Linked DNA regions of Mus musculus: region 1 is linked to region 2. A link is a contact called in public Hi-C data. All regions are on one chromosome and are shown on one strand. Each heading gives the region's core, a stretch centred on a gene start, on an enhancer-like site or on the middle of the called end of the contact. The rest is flanking DNA. Distances are from core to core; before and after follow the strand shown. Region 1 overlaps Mapkapk3 (mitogen-activated protein kinase-activated protein kinase 3). Region 2 overlaps Dock3 (dedicator of cyto-kinesis 3).

What was found. A called contact is a pair of places that touch in the nucleus more often than the background predicts.
Region 1: a Hi-C map of the N1E-115 cell line shows a contact between it and region 2, with 6 times the contacts expected there. The contact joins two enhancer-like sites. A contact is called at or near these places in 3 of 39 promoter capture datasets (embryonic stem cells, hippocampal neurons and liver), 1 of 15 datasets of contacts at CTCF or cohesin (the NIH/3T3 cell line), 44 of 484 Hi-C or Micro-C datasets (3T3-L1-derived adipocytes, the AML12 cell line, the Ba/F3 cell line and 34 more), 25 of 115 datasets of contacts at active chromatin or transcription factors (the 230-238 cell line, acute myeloid leukemia, bone marrow-derived macrophages and 17 more) and 5 of 9 other capture datasets (adipose tissue, embryonic stem cells, liver and 2 more).

What each region holds. Positions count from the first base shown.
Region 1 is chr9:107,271,773-107,278,282 of GRCm38.p6, reverse strand. The region is part of intron 2 of Mapkapk3 (mitogen-activated protein kinase-activated protein kinase 3); the gene reads left to right. Among named protein-coding and RNA genes, the nearest start is that of Mapkapk3, 15 kb to the left of the region's middle. Within about 2 kb of position 2,397, at least 4 of the 459 cell types and tissues checked have an H3K27ac peak or open chromatin away from gene starts, as enhancers often do. A contact at or near this core is called in the N1E-115 cell line, where this site is marked.
Region 2 is chr9:106,905,395-106,911,587 of GRCm38.p6, reverse strand. It overlaps Dock3 (dedicator of cyto-kinesis 3), which reads left to right. Exons shown (of 53, transcript NM_153413.2): 45 at 15-98; 46 at 221-337; 47 at 3,051-3,172; 48 at 4,220-4,358; 49 at 4,808-4,955. Among named protein-coding and RNA genes, the nearest start is that of Manf, 17 kb to the right of the region's middle. Within about 2 kb of position 2,692, at least 73 of the 459 cell types and tissues checked have an H3K27ac peak or open chromatin away from gene starts, as enhancers often do. A contact at or near this core is called in the N1E-115 cell line, where this site is marked.

The DNA.
Region 1 (6,510 bases), core at 1,148-3,647, 370 kb before region 2:
GGGGAGCTGTAGGGACGTGGATGGAGCTAAGGGAAGAGGGAAAGATGCTGAGCTGAGCGCTTACAGACTTCAGAAACTGCAGGGCTGGAGGATGGGGTCAGAAGGTCACTTGCAGTGCCTGTCATGGGCTCTAGGCCATCTTCCCTGCCACCACTTCTTTTTTAAAAATTATTTGTTTTATTTATGCACACGGATGTTTTGTCTGCTTGTGTGTCTGTGTATCCCATGCATGCCTGGTGCCCTCAGAAGCCCTGGGAGTGGAGTTACCAACAGTTGTGAGATGCCTGATATGGGTTTTGGGAATTGCACCCAGGTCCTCTGGAAAAGCAGCCAGTGCTTGAAACCCCTGAGCTGTGTCTCCAGCCTCCCCAGCCCCACTTCTTATACTTCCATCATTTCTGTGACATCCAGAATAAGAGAGGCTGTCGGTCCTTCGTCTGGGAGTTACAGAAGTACTGGCTCCCTTTTCTCTGCGGCTGACTAGACGCTGAGTCAGCATGTGTCCTCGTTGCGTGGCCTTGCTTGTCCAGGTCACCCATGCTTAGATGGGGTAGCCACTGTCCCCTTGAGCCCTATGCCAGCTATGTGGACGTCACTACACTACAACACAACTGACCAATTGAGGCACATATTTATGTCCAGGCAAGGATCTGTTTGTGAAGGCAGACCACCAAAAGAGGGACATTATTTCTGAGATCAAAACAAAACGCTGTATTTTCTAAAGTCTCTGTTCATAGGATGAAAACGTTCTCTTTTTTTACTCTGTTGTAGAATAAATAGTGCTGGGGTAGTGTCTGACAAAGTACGTAGGTTTTGTTGTTGTTGTTGTTTTGTATAGTTTAAATCACACACACATGGATTCAGGGCTGACCACTTTGCATTGGAGCAGATGTAAGTTGTGTGTATTCTCTGTCTAAGGGTCAGGGTGGGACCCTGTGAAGTTTCTTCCTGCTGATTAGTATTTAAGTTTTTTTTTTAAGATTTATTTATTTTTATTTATATGAGTACACTGAAGCTGTCTTCAGACACACCAGAAGAGGGCATCAGATCCCCATTACAGATAATTGTGAGCCGCTATGTGGTTGCTGGGAATTGAACTCAGAACCTCTGAAAGAGCAGTTGGTGCTCTTAACTGCTGAACCATCTCTCCAGCCCTTATTTTTATTTCTAGTGTAGTTTTATGTGTATTAGTGTTATGTATATGTGTATTTATCTGCATGTATGTCTATGCATGACTTGAGTGCCTGGTGGCCACTAAGCCCAGAAGAGAGCATTATCTTACTGGGAATCAGACCCCCTGCCTCTGGAAGAGCAGAGAGAGAGAGAGAGAGAGGAGAGAGAGAGAGATTTTCCTCTGTGAACATAGAGGTAGACATTAGGCAGCCCTCTGTGTGTGCGCTTGTAGGACTCCCAGTCTCCCTTGTCCCTATGAGGATCTGAGACCATTTTCTGACCTGTTGGATTGCTCCCGGGGTGCACCTAGCTTTTTTTAAGTTCCGGGAAACAGGGAGGAGGGTGTGAGTTTATCTCAGGGCAAGGCCTAGAGGAAGCCAGGACCTGTCAAGCAAACTTGGAAAGCCATTTCCACCCCTGGAACAGTAGGCCCCCAGTGCATTCAGTGTGTGCTCACGTGAACTCTGTGTGCTCTCAGTCCTTCCTTGAGACCTCCTGGAGAAAGAGTACTGTTGTTGTCTGCACTTTTCAGAGCTATAGGATGGCCTGCCAGTGGTGTGTAGGGAGATGAACTAGCCTTCAGTGTTCAGGTAGGTCCCTCCTGAACCTCTGTAGCCACAGCTGCTCTTCCCCCGCATGACCTGAGGCACTGGAACCCCGGTTCACCCCAACTAGCACTCATGTGCCCTCTCTTGCCTACGAGACCAGTTCTGTTCTCTTTTCCTGGCAACGTTTCTTCCCTTTCCCCAGGCCCACCAGATTTGGCCCTTTTGTCTTTATTTCTCGATTGTCTGGAGCTGGCAAAAAAGGAGACAAACTGAGACCATCAAAATGTAATACATTGGAGGAATCTGTTCTGAGACTTGCTGACATCCAAAAGCGCCTTGGCTCTGCCATCAGCTTCGCATCTTGGGGAGGTTGGGGTTTGGCGCTGTAGCTGCTCCTTTCTTCCCAGAACTCTGATGAGTCGTGGTCAGAGAGATCCCAACCTGCCAGGAATCCTGGCCTTGATCTAGAAGGGGAGCTGTCACAGGGAGCCCTCTGTGCTCCTGGGCTCCCTTGCAGTGGGGAGTCTTCCCCACCTTGCCTGCTCTGGCTCCTGAAAGAAGGTAGAAGAGACGGAACTGAGCGAATCCCCTCATCAAATGCTGCGGTGACTCATGAATAGACTCACTCCCCCCCCAACCCTTGAGGACAGAGTGTCTGTGACAGCATTCCCTGCCAAGGTTTTGGACTGATACCAAGGTAGGGCCAGGGAATGTTTGTGGCATCTGGGAATGGACAGGCCTTGGTAGGAAAAGAGCCGAATCTGGATCCCAGGGACTTCTCAGACTTGGAGATGGACTTTTACAAATCACATGACCTCGGGAAGCTACAAAACTGCTGAGCCACAGTCTCCTCAGCTGAGCATTATGGGTAACGGTACAGCTGTCAAAGGGCAAGAGCTAAAGGGTATAACGTACCTAGGACAGGGCATGGGATCTGCAAACACCTGCCACAGTTGACACATCTACTTAGCCTGGTCTGGACTCAGAAGTATGGAGCCTAGGTCTAGGAAGGGCTGGCTAGGCCTCCTCCCCCAGTTTATCTTTCCCTCATTGATGTTGTAGGAAGATTACCCACTCACCTTCACAGCTATAGGAAGAAGGTCTCTCTCTCTCTCTCTATGTATGTATGTATGTATGTATGTATGTACTTAGAATCCAACAGCTCTGGGTTCTCCCTCTCTCTCTCTTTCTATGTATGTATGTATGTATGTATGTATGTATGTATGTATGTATGTTTGTATGTATGCGTGTATGTACTTAGAATCCAACAGCTCTGGGTTCAAGGGTTGATTCATCATCTGGCTGTGTGACTTTGGGAAAGTCACTTAACCTCACAGAGAGACATCTTCTCCAGATACGGTGCACAAAGTGCGAGATGTATCAGCACAAGTATGGGCTGTGCACCAGGAAAGAACAGTTACTTTGAAAGGGGGGTGCTCACACTGACCCCAAACTGTCCTTCGCTAGACATCCATCTTGGGCCTGGACATTTGGAGGTCACTGGTATCATCTGAGCTGACCTCCCTGGAACTTTGCATCTGAGGAGGGGAAGGTAAATGACCAGGGTGTGACAGAGGACAAGATGTGGTCAGAACTTAATGAAGCACGGCCTGATCTGGAGCGAGGCCAACTAATCCATAGCTGCAAAATTGGTTCCATTAGCTCTCTTAATGAGCTACAAAAGCTGGGAAAATGAGTGCGAGAGAGTAATGGCACATGTCCGAGGCTCTAATTTGAAACTGTGGCTAAGAAGTTAGATTTGACATCATTACCAGCTCTTTAAATAGCATGGGTACTCTTGAGGATACGGCCTCCTCAGGGAGTGCCTGTGTGTGTGGGGGAACAGGAGAGGTGTGACGACTTTGGTTTCATTAGGTCCATGCTTAAAGAAACTCTTGTCAAGCCAGTGAGATGGCTCAGCAGACAAAATGCTTGCCACCAAGCCTGCTGGTCTTCATTTGATCCCCAGTACCCACTTGATAGAAGGAGAGACTCGACTTCAGCAAGGTGTCCCCTGACCTCTCCCACATCCCTACTACGGCACACACGATCCCACCAGCATACACGTGCACAGAAGATAAAACTAAACAACTGTTTAAGAATATTTAAAAGGAAGAGACTCTTGTCTCTGTGCCCTGAAACTGACATCCTGCATGATGCTTGCACCCAGATTTGAGACTGAGACTGTGGCTCATGCTCTCATCAGGCAAAAACAGCCAGCAGGGAACACTGGCAGGTGAAGGGCAAGGGCAGGGCTGTTAATAGCCTTCCAGAATGCCAGGCACGGGGGTGGGGTGGGGTGGGGGGGTCCTCATAAATAGGTTGGAATCAAGTGTGGTGGCATATACCTGTGGTGTCAGCACTTGGGAGGATGAAGAAGGAAAATCCTGAGTTTGAAGCCAGCCTGGGCTTCATCTTATAAAACAAGCAAAAAGGGCTGAAAAAATGAATTCTAGTATTCCAGTGGTGTCTTTTTATAAAGACAATGAAGTAGTTCCCATGGGGGTCACAGTCTCCAATCCCTGTAGAATTGGGAGCCAGAAGGGACCTGGGAGAAGGCTGAGTTGGAAACTTGTCAAGGAGAAAGTGTGGCAGGGCTTGTTAAGGTCACACACACAGAATTAGATTTCATCACAGCATTTTCTTTTCTTTTTTTTAAGGTTTATTTATTTATTATATGTAAGTACACTGTAGCTGTCTTCAGACCCTCCAAAAGAGGGTGTCAGATCTTGTTACAAGATGGTTGTGAGCCACCATGTGGTTGCTGGGATTTGAACTCAGGACCTTTGGAAGAGCAGTCAGTGTTCTTAACCGCTGAGCCATCCCTCCAGCCCCTCATTATGGCATTTTCAAACGTGCTTTGTCTTTGTTGCTTCTCCTTGTCCCTCCTTTCCTACATTCTCCTCTTCCTCCTCCATCCCCAGGAGCCCCCTTTCGGCGTCCATGTCACGTGTGTTCACATGTATTACCCTCAGAAACCTCTCCTGTCCCTTCTGCCCGCTCCCATGGCCCCCTGTCTAATTTTGAGGTTTTTGTTTATCCGTAGCCTCCTCTGTGAGAATATGGCTCCCTACAGGGAAAACGGTATGAGTCAAAAGCTTTATTTTCCTATAACGTTGTTCAGTCCTTTTGCACCGGTGCTTGACCCTGGGCATGCACGTGTCTCCTCTGCGGTGAGAAGTGTTTCCGCTTCCTGTCTGCCCTGGCCTGAGGCAGGATGAGCTCTCTCCTGTGGGCGAGGAGGTGTTGGAGGGAGTATCCAGTCCTTGGCACTCCTGTCTGTCCTCCTGCATAGAAAAGAGCTGGAATCCAAGGACATAAAGGGTCTGGTTAGCTTGTGTGCCAGGCAGGTACAATGAGCTACATCGTCTTTATAGGAGAATCCATATTAAATATGTCCATTTGTACCTTTCTATATCTTTTTCAAAATTACTGTGGACGGTCTTGCTATAATGTTTGACTTGACTTTCATGGGAGGGTTAATACCAATTCCCTTTTGGAGTTTGGTCTCTTGTAAAAAACAGGCGTGTGTACCTGGTTTGTTTCTTTGCCAAAACTTCCAGGAAGCTCAGAATTAAAATCTGTCTTTGTTTATACTTACAAACTTAAATGGGTTTCTGGTAATTTTGTAATTTCATTTTATAGACAATTAGAGGGCTTTTGTTTGTTTGTTTTATTTTATCTTTCCTCCCCTTGGCTTCTTTCAGGATGCTGAAATCTTGTGGTCAGTGGGCAAGGTATTTGGAGATAATGGGGTTTGGAGTGCTTCGTGGGTAACTGGAAAAAAGAGACTCCGGGCTTGTGCCTGTGGAGTTGTGTGTTAGCAAGACACCTAGAGCTTCATCTTCTTGACTGTTCCTGTCCTGATGATGGGAAAGATTAAAAGTCAGCCCACTTCCCCTGGAACAAGCAGGTGTTCCACCCTGAGCCAGAGAGCTGCCGTGCCTGCGTGACAGGGGAACTGGCTGGGGCATGGGGAGGTTGTGGATTTGTTAGCAGGGGTGTCCAAGGAAACGGCCTGTCCAGACAGATAGTCAGGATGCCTTCTCTGTGTGAGAGAGATGGAGACAGTGTGCTCACTTTGATCTGAGAGAAGTCCAGATCCAGAGTAAGTTGAATCCAGGGTTACAGGATGTGAGGGTGGGTGTGTGCCTGCAGATAAGAGGCCCTTCTTGGGCTACAGGAGACTGGGAAAGAACATTTAGGACTGGTTTCCAAGGCTGTGTTTTTTGTTGCTGACATCTCAGCTTTGTGCGGTGATAACCCTGGGAAGACAGAACACATTTCCAGGCCATGGGTAATGGAAGGGTAACAGTTGTCCTGCAATGGAGATAGGACCTCAGTGGGAAAAGACATCTCAATGGAAGTTTCTAGGCTCTGTCTGTCTTGGGCAAGGCTGTCATAGGTTGAGTTGTGGCGGCAAGACCATCATTCTTTTGTGAAAACCTCCTTGTGGCCAATTCTCTGCTAGTCACTTTGGAGAAATTGATTGGAAGGAGTAGTGGGCTGATGGGTGAATCTCGCTCTGAGAGTTTTACGTCAACAAAGTAGAGACTGGAGATGCACGAATTCCCAAAAGTGCAACTCCCACGAATCCTGTACTTTCTGTTCACCTTGCGTATACCTCCACACGTGCACTTTGGCATGTATGCGCACACATTTCTACACATGTGTATTTATCTCCATGTGCTTGTACACCTATTCACACATTTACTTAGTTTTTAGTCTCCTGAGTCTTGTGCAAGCTTTGGCTTTCCAACTTGTGGTCGCCCCTCCCTCTCACCTCCCC
Region 2 (6,193 bases), core at 1,443-3,942:
CTTTCCTTTCACAGGCCTTTTTTGATAAAGATTATATCACCAAGCACCCAGGAGACGCTGAGAAGATCTCCCAGCTCAAAGAACTAATGCAGGAACAGGTATGGCTTGTAGGGCACGAAAGGTCCACATCCTGGAGAAACATCATATACTATCACAATGACCCAGTCCTCAGAGGCCACTCCCTGCTTAACAGAGAGACCTTATTTGGCAATTCCCATAGGTCCATGTTCTTGGAGTTGGGCTGGCGGTTCATGAGAAGTTTGTGCATCCGGAAATGCGGCCTCTGCATAAGAAGCTGATTGATCAGTTCCAGATGATGAGGGCCAGTCTGTACCATGTAAGCTGATCCCATACCTGCCCAAATTTAGAACCAGGTTTCACTTCCTAGGCCTATAATACAATCAAAGAAAAGTAGGAGGGAGGGTGAGGTGAGAGAGAAGCTGGGGAGGTGAGGGTAGTGGACACTGTACCCAGAGCAAGGTGTTTCACCTCTCATTGGTTCACTCCCCCCAGAAGGAGTTGGAATCAGAGACAAACAGCATTTTCCTGGCACTGTGCTAATAGAATTGTTCACATACAGAAAGGGCTCATATGCAGGAATTTCTTGGGAGGTATTTTTCTTAAGAACCTTAAGAAAAGAGGTATGACCTGAAAAGGCCCTCTTGTCAGCTCTGTTTCTTTTCTCTTTACCCATTTTCTTCTCCTCATGTGTAAACCTCCTCTCCTTCCTTCATTCTTTTCCTCTAACTTTCTTTCTTCCCATCTTAGTTTTCCATCGTAATGTGTTATGACCCAGGATCACATCTAAGAAAGTTTTGGGGACCAAGTACTTTAATTCTGGCTGTTCTTAGAGGTGTCAGGCAGTTCTAAGGCTATACCAGACTCCAGATTGTCTACCTAAGTCTGCCATGTCTCTTTACTCTCCATAGCAAGTTTAGCCTAAGAACTAATGCACACAGGCAGGGCCTGTAATCCAGGATCAGTTTTCCTTGGCGTGATCTTAAAAATGGAGTATTGGTTGGTTGAAGATAAGATTCAAGTAGCCCTGAGTTCCTAAGTCCCTATTCATATCACGTACCATTACCCAATTTTTAACCACAGGGCTGATTGTAAATTATTTCTAGAATAGACTTTCTCTTAAATATTCTGGCTCCCAGACCTAAGTCGCCATATGCTGCGTGTAACAATTAAAAACATCCCAGGCAGCCAGCCCCTGTGGCTAGCTATCATAAATCCCCATAGCCCAGGCAAATCAAAGCTCCAGAGGCTTGTAAATCTTCAGTCAGATTCATATCAGTAAATTCTCAACTCACAAAACTCCCACTCAAAGAACTCAAAACGCAATGATATAAACACAAACTGCCCACCTAGATTGAACAAATTGCCCTATATTGTTCTATTGCTTGCCTATGATATTTATAGCTACATGTGGCTATTTCAAGCCATGCGGATTTGGTTCTTCCTCCTCCTCCATCTTGTCTCCTCTTCCTGTCCTATCTTTGTCCCTCTGTGTCTCATCTCTAAAACTCTCAACCTGCCTTCCTTTTTCACTGCCCAATCACAGGCTCTAGCCTTATCTTTTACCTGCCCACACCTGCTTACAGACCTGCCACTACTCTCTTCTCATTTTACTGAGAGCTACTAAATATGTATTAGGTATGCATATTTATATATATAAATATAATATAAAATAAATAAATATAAATAAATATAGCTGTTAGACGGTGGGCCATGCTGTCCTAGAGAAGTTCCTCTACAGGTGATGCAAAATCTTGGGGAAGGCTGAGCCATCCAAGCACTCACTAAGCTTGTCAGTCTTGAGCAGGCCAGCTTTGTTCTTGGATGCTGTGGGTTGTGGTTCTTTTAGTCCCTCCAGACTCCCAAGGCAGGCCTCAGCTGGTTCCTTGCAAGAATGGACAGCATTAAAAGCAAAATAGCAAAAGAAGTTCATCACAGTGTGAGAGACTGGCTCACTTTCCAGAGGAATTTCTGTAGCTCACAAAATGTCTCCTTCCTGGGAGAGTCCTCCACGGTGTTTCACGTGAGAGATGCAGAACATATATGCTTCCCCTAAAGCCGAGGTGGTGGTGAGGACTTGAGTAGCATTACTGAGTCTGATGGGGATTCCACCTCATTGCGCTGGCTCCTGCACACACCGCTGGTCTCTGCTCTGTGCAGACTTCTCATCCCAGCTGGTAGCCCAGGTAATGGAGAGCTTGGCACCCAGGAGGTCCCTGTCACATCTCTGCAGTCAGATCACTACAACAAAGGCACAAAGTACTTGTCCATGTGCATCCAGGTCCATACTGTGACATTACAGAAACAGTTTAACACTATGCCTGCTTTGGAAGAAGAAAGGGGAAAATGTGCTACTCTCAGTCCAGCTCAGAAACATACACAGCAGACAAGAGCCTTTGTCCATCATATATTATGAAAGCCTTGAGGAAAACCTGGAAAATTGTCTCAGAGACAGAGACCAATATATTTTCTGTCACTCAGTGGGAAGTTAGATTAGCCGTTGCTGCCAAGAAGTCTGCGTACTTAGTAAGAATTTAATTATGCTGAAATAGAGCTGTGCTGCTTTCGGTTACTTACATCAGCACTTTGTTTCCTGTTTCCCTATAGACTGTGCCACAGGAAACTTAGCAGGTCAGTAAGAGCTGGGCCATTCAGCAATCCAATAAAATCCAGCACCAGCTCTTATGTAAGCGTCTGCACTGACTGACAGCTGACTCCTCCCTCCCAGCTATTGCTCTGTGTGCTCTGACCTAAGAAAGCCTGTTAACACTCCCCTGGAAACACAGATTCACTTCAGCCTGTTCTAGATGCGTCTCTCTTAGTGGAGTTTACCTGGAGCTCAATAGCATCTGGTCTAGGCTCCAGTATGCTTAGGGGAGTATTTAGTAATGAAGGTCATATTGTCCAGAAGAAACCAAAAGTATATCATATGATTCTCTTTTTGTTTGTCTATTTGTTTTACATTTTTACCAGCAGACAACTTATCTCTCCTACCTTTATTTATCTATGAACAAACATTCCTTTCTCAACAGGAGTTTCCAGGTTTGGATAAGCTAAGTCCTGCATGTTCAGGCACCAGCACCCCACGGGGAAATGTTCTGGCATCCCATAGCCCCATGAGCCCTGAGAACATCAAGATGACCCACAGGCACAGGTATGGCATTAGGGCTGGGAAGGTTCCCTCCAGAGAGAGAAGACTGGGGTGCAGGATTCCTGAGCATTGGCAGGGGCCAGGGCTTGCTCAGCATGGGCCTTGTTCACGTGTACCTTTGGATAGGATTCCAAAGAGAATGAGGATTGTTGATTTTTTTTAAAGATTTATTTATTTATTATATGTAAGTACACTGTAGCTGTCTTCAGACACTCCAGAAGAGGGCATCAGATTTCGTTACAGATGGTTGTGATCCACCATGTGGTTGCTGGGATTTGAACTCCGAACCTTCAGAAGAGCAGTCGGCACTCTTAACCACTGAGCCATCTCACCAGCCCCTGTTGATTGTTTTTAAGGAAGGGAATAATGACAGTGGTGTGGCATTTAAGCAATGACTGAACAGTCTCAAGTGGGAATACTCAAAGCCTTTATGACAGGAAGCCAGCTTTAGGAGAGAAATTTACTGCAATGAATTTCTCTCTTAGATTCGTTTATTTTCCAGCATGCAGCTCAATAGAGTGGCTACTCAGCTAATGAGAAGAGGAACAAATGAAGAGGGCCTGCTAGTGTTGGTAGAGGAAAGTTGTTGGGATACTTGTAACCATAGATAGTTTACATCTGTCTCTTTTGATAGTATCTTCATATCAGTAAGTTGCCTCTGCTCTCAGAACAGATCTTAAAATAGTGTATGCTGGGTTAGGCAATGTTCAGACTAACATTCCATAGAAAGAGTATAGGATCCTGGACTTGACTTGTCATTTCTGTCTCTCATTCCTCCTGATAAACTGCTAGTGCTTTCATTCTGAATGGCTGTAATCCATTTAACTCTAAAGAGATTGCACTAGCATAAGCCTTCTCAGGCCAGTGACAGAGTGAGGCTCAGAACTCCTCTAGGCCTCAGACAGGTGTGAACATTGGCTATAGAATCCTGCGAACAAGTGCTGGCTTGGGTTACGTGTCAGTTTCATGCATCTGTCCTTTCCTCCTACTGCCTACCATGCTTTCTTAGCTATTGCCTGATTCCTTCCTATTTCCTGTTCTTGATCACAGCCCCATGAACTTGATGGGCACAGGCCGCCATTCCTCATCCTCTCTCTCCTCACATGCATCTAGTGAAGCAGGAAACATGATGATGATGGGTGACAACTCTATGGGTGAAGCTCCTGAAGACCTCTACCACCACATGCAGGTACCTGAGCTATGCAAGAATGAGCAGGGTACCACGGCTAGAGGACTCGCCTTTCTGGAGTCTCCATAGCTAGCAAGGCTGCCTTCTTTCTCTAAACCACCCCAAGTCTTAGTTCCCATGCCGCATTTTTCAGACCTATCTCCTCTTATGAATTGCATGGCCAAGATCTTCTGCCAAATTAGTGTCCTATTTGGCAATCCTGATAGCTAAGCCCTCCTTTCTTCTCCATGTACAGCACAATAGAGCCAACGCAACTGTCTTGCTCCATGTGGATGGTGTGGATTGTCCTTAGCGCACACCATCAGTGCAGCCTCCAGCCTGGTCCGCAGTAAAGGATCTGTCACTTGGCCTGGGTCTTCTAGGACATGAGTGCATGAGCCAGCTCTCTCTGTCTCTGCCAGGGTTACAGCACTGAGCTCTCAGACGTACTCATCTCTATTCCTTTGCAGCTTGCATATCACAACCCCAGGTACCAGGGCTCAGTCACCAACGTCTCTGTTCTGTCCTCGTCCCAGGCAAGCCCTTCTTCCTCCAGCCTGAGTTCTACACATTCAGCTCCGTCCCAGATGATCACCTCTGCCCCTTCCAGCACCCGAGGTAAGGATGGCAGGATGCTGCTTGCTGAAGGAGAACACAAAGCTTTGTGAACTCTATTTCTCTTCCTTTCATCTGGCTTTGTGTCTTTGAGAGTGGCCTTGTTGTCGCCAAAGGACACTGAATTCCTTTTGTAGATTCATAAAGAAGGTCTTTTTTTAAAGATTTACTTATGTATTATATATAAGTACACTGTAGCTGTCTTCAGACACACCAGAAGAGGGCACTGGATCCCATTACGGATGGTTGTGAGCCACCATGTGGTTGCTGGGATTTGAACTCAGGACCTCTGGAAGAGCAGTCAGTGCTCTTAACCAATGAGCCATCTCTCCAGCCTGATAAAGAAGTTTTTGAAGTTAGAGAAAAATAACAAGGCAGGCAAGCTGGAATTCTCACCAGCAGCCTGGAGGAGAGATGTGGAAGAAGGAAAGAGAGAGTTAAACTTTTCTGAGTTAGAAGTCAAAAAAGCAGGTAGGTTCAGCAATATAAATCTACAAGAAGCTACAAGGAGTGAAAATCTTTGGGAAAGATGGGAACGGAACGGACATTCCCAGAGTGTCGGGATAAGGTTTAGAATTGGGTAGATGTCGAGGAAAGTGAAATGAAGAGAGGAGAGAGGGAGGTTTTTAGTTGAATGAAAAGTAACAAGGGTGTATTAGAAGACAAGAGACTGCGCAGCTGATGCCTTTGTGATTTGGGGAGGGGATTTTTGTTTGGGGTTTTTGTTGTTGTTTTGAGATAAATTCTCACTATGTAGTCCCTACCTGGTGTGGAACTCAATGTATAGACCAGGACTACTGGAAATTACAGAAATCCACCTGCCTCTGCCTCCCAAATGCTGGGGTTCAGGAAGTGCCACCATGCTTGTCCTCCTTGTACAGTTTTTATTGATGGGTACAAAATCTCCTTCCTAAGGGGAGGCCATAGACAAGGCCTTGAGTGTACAAGCAGTTCTCCACCTTTCATACCCACTAAGGAGGGAAAAAAATCTAAGTTTGGATTAGCCTGTGGCTAGCTCAGAGTTGTTCTGGGTAGTCTAAATTTAGGGCACACCTAAAGGTTAAAAACAACCTGCATTTACTATTGTCAGTTTTACCTTCTAGATTTCTTAGCTTCTAGATTTCTTAGGCCAGTAATAAATAAACAATAGCATATATTACTGTCAGTTTTCCTTTTGGCTTTGTTTGGGGCCAGTTTGGAGCCCTTGTTACTGAATTAGGTCTAACCTTAGATACAGCCAG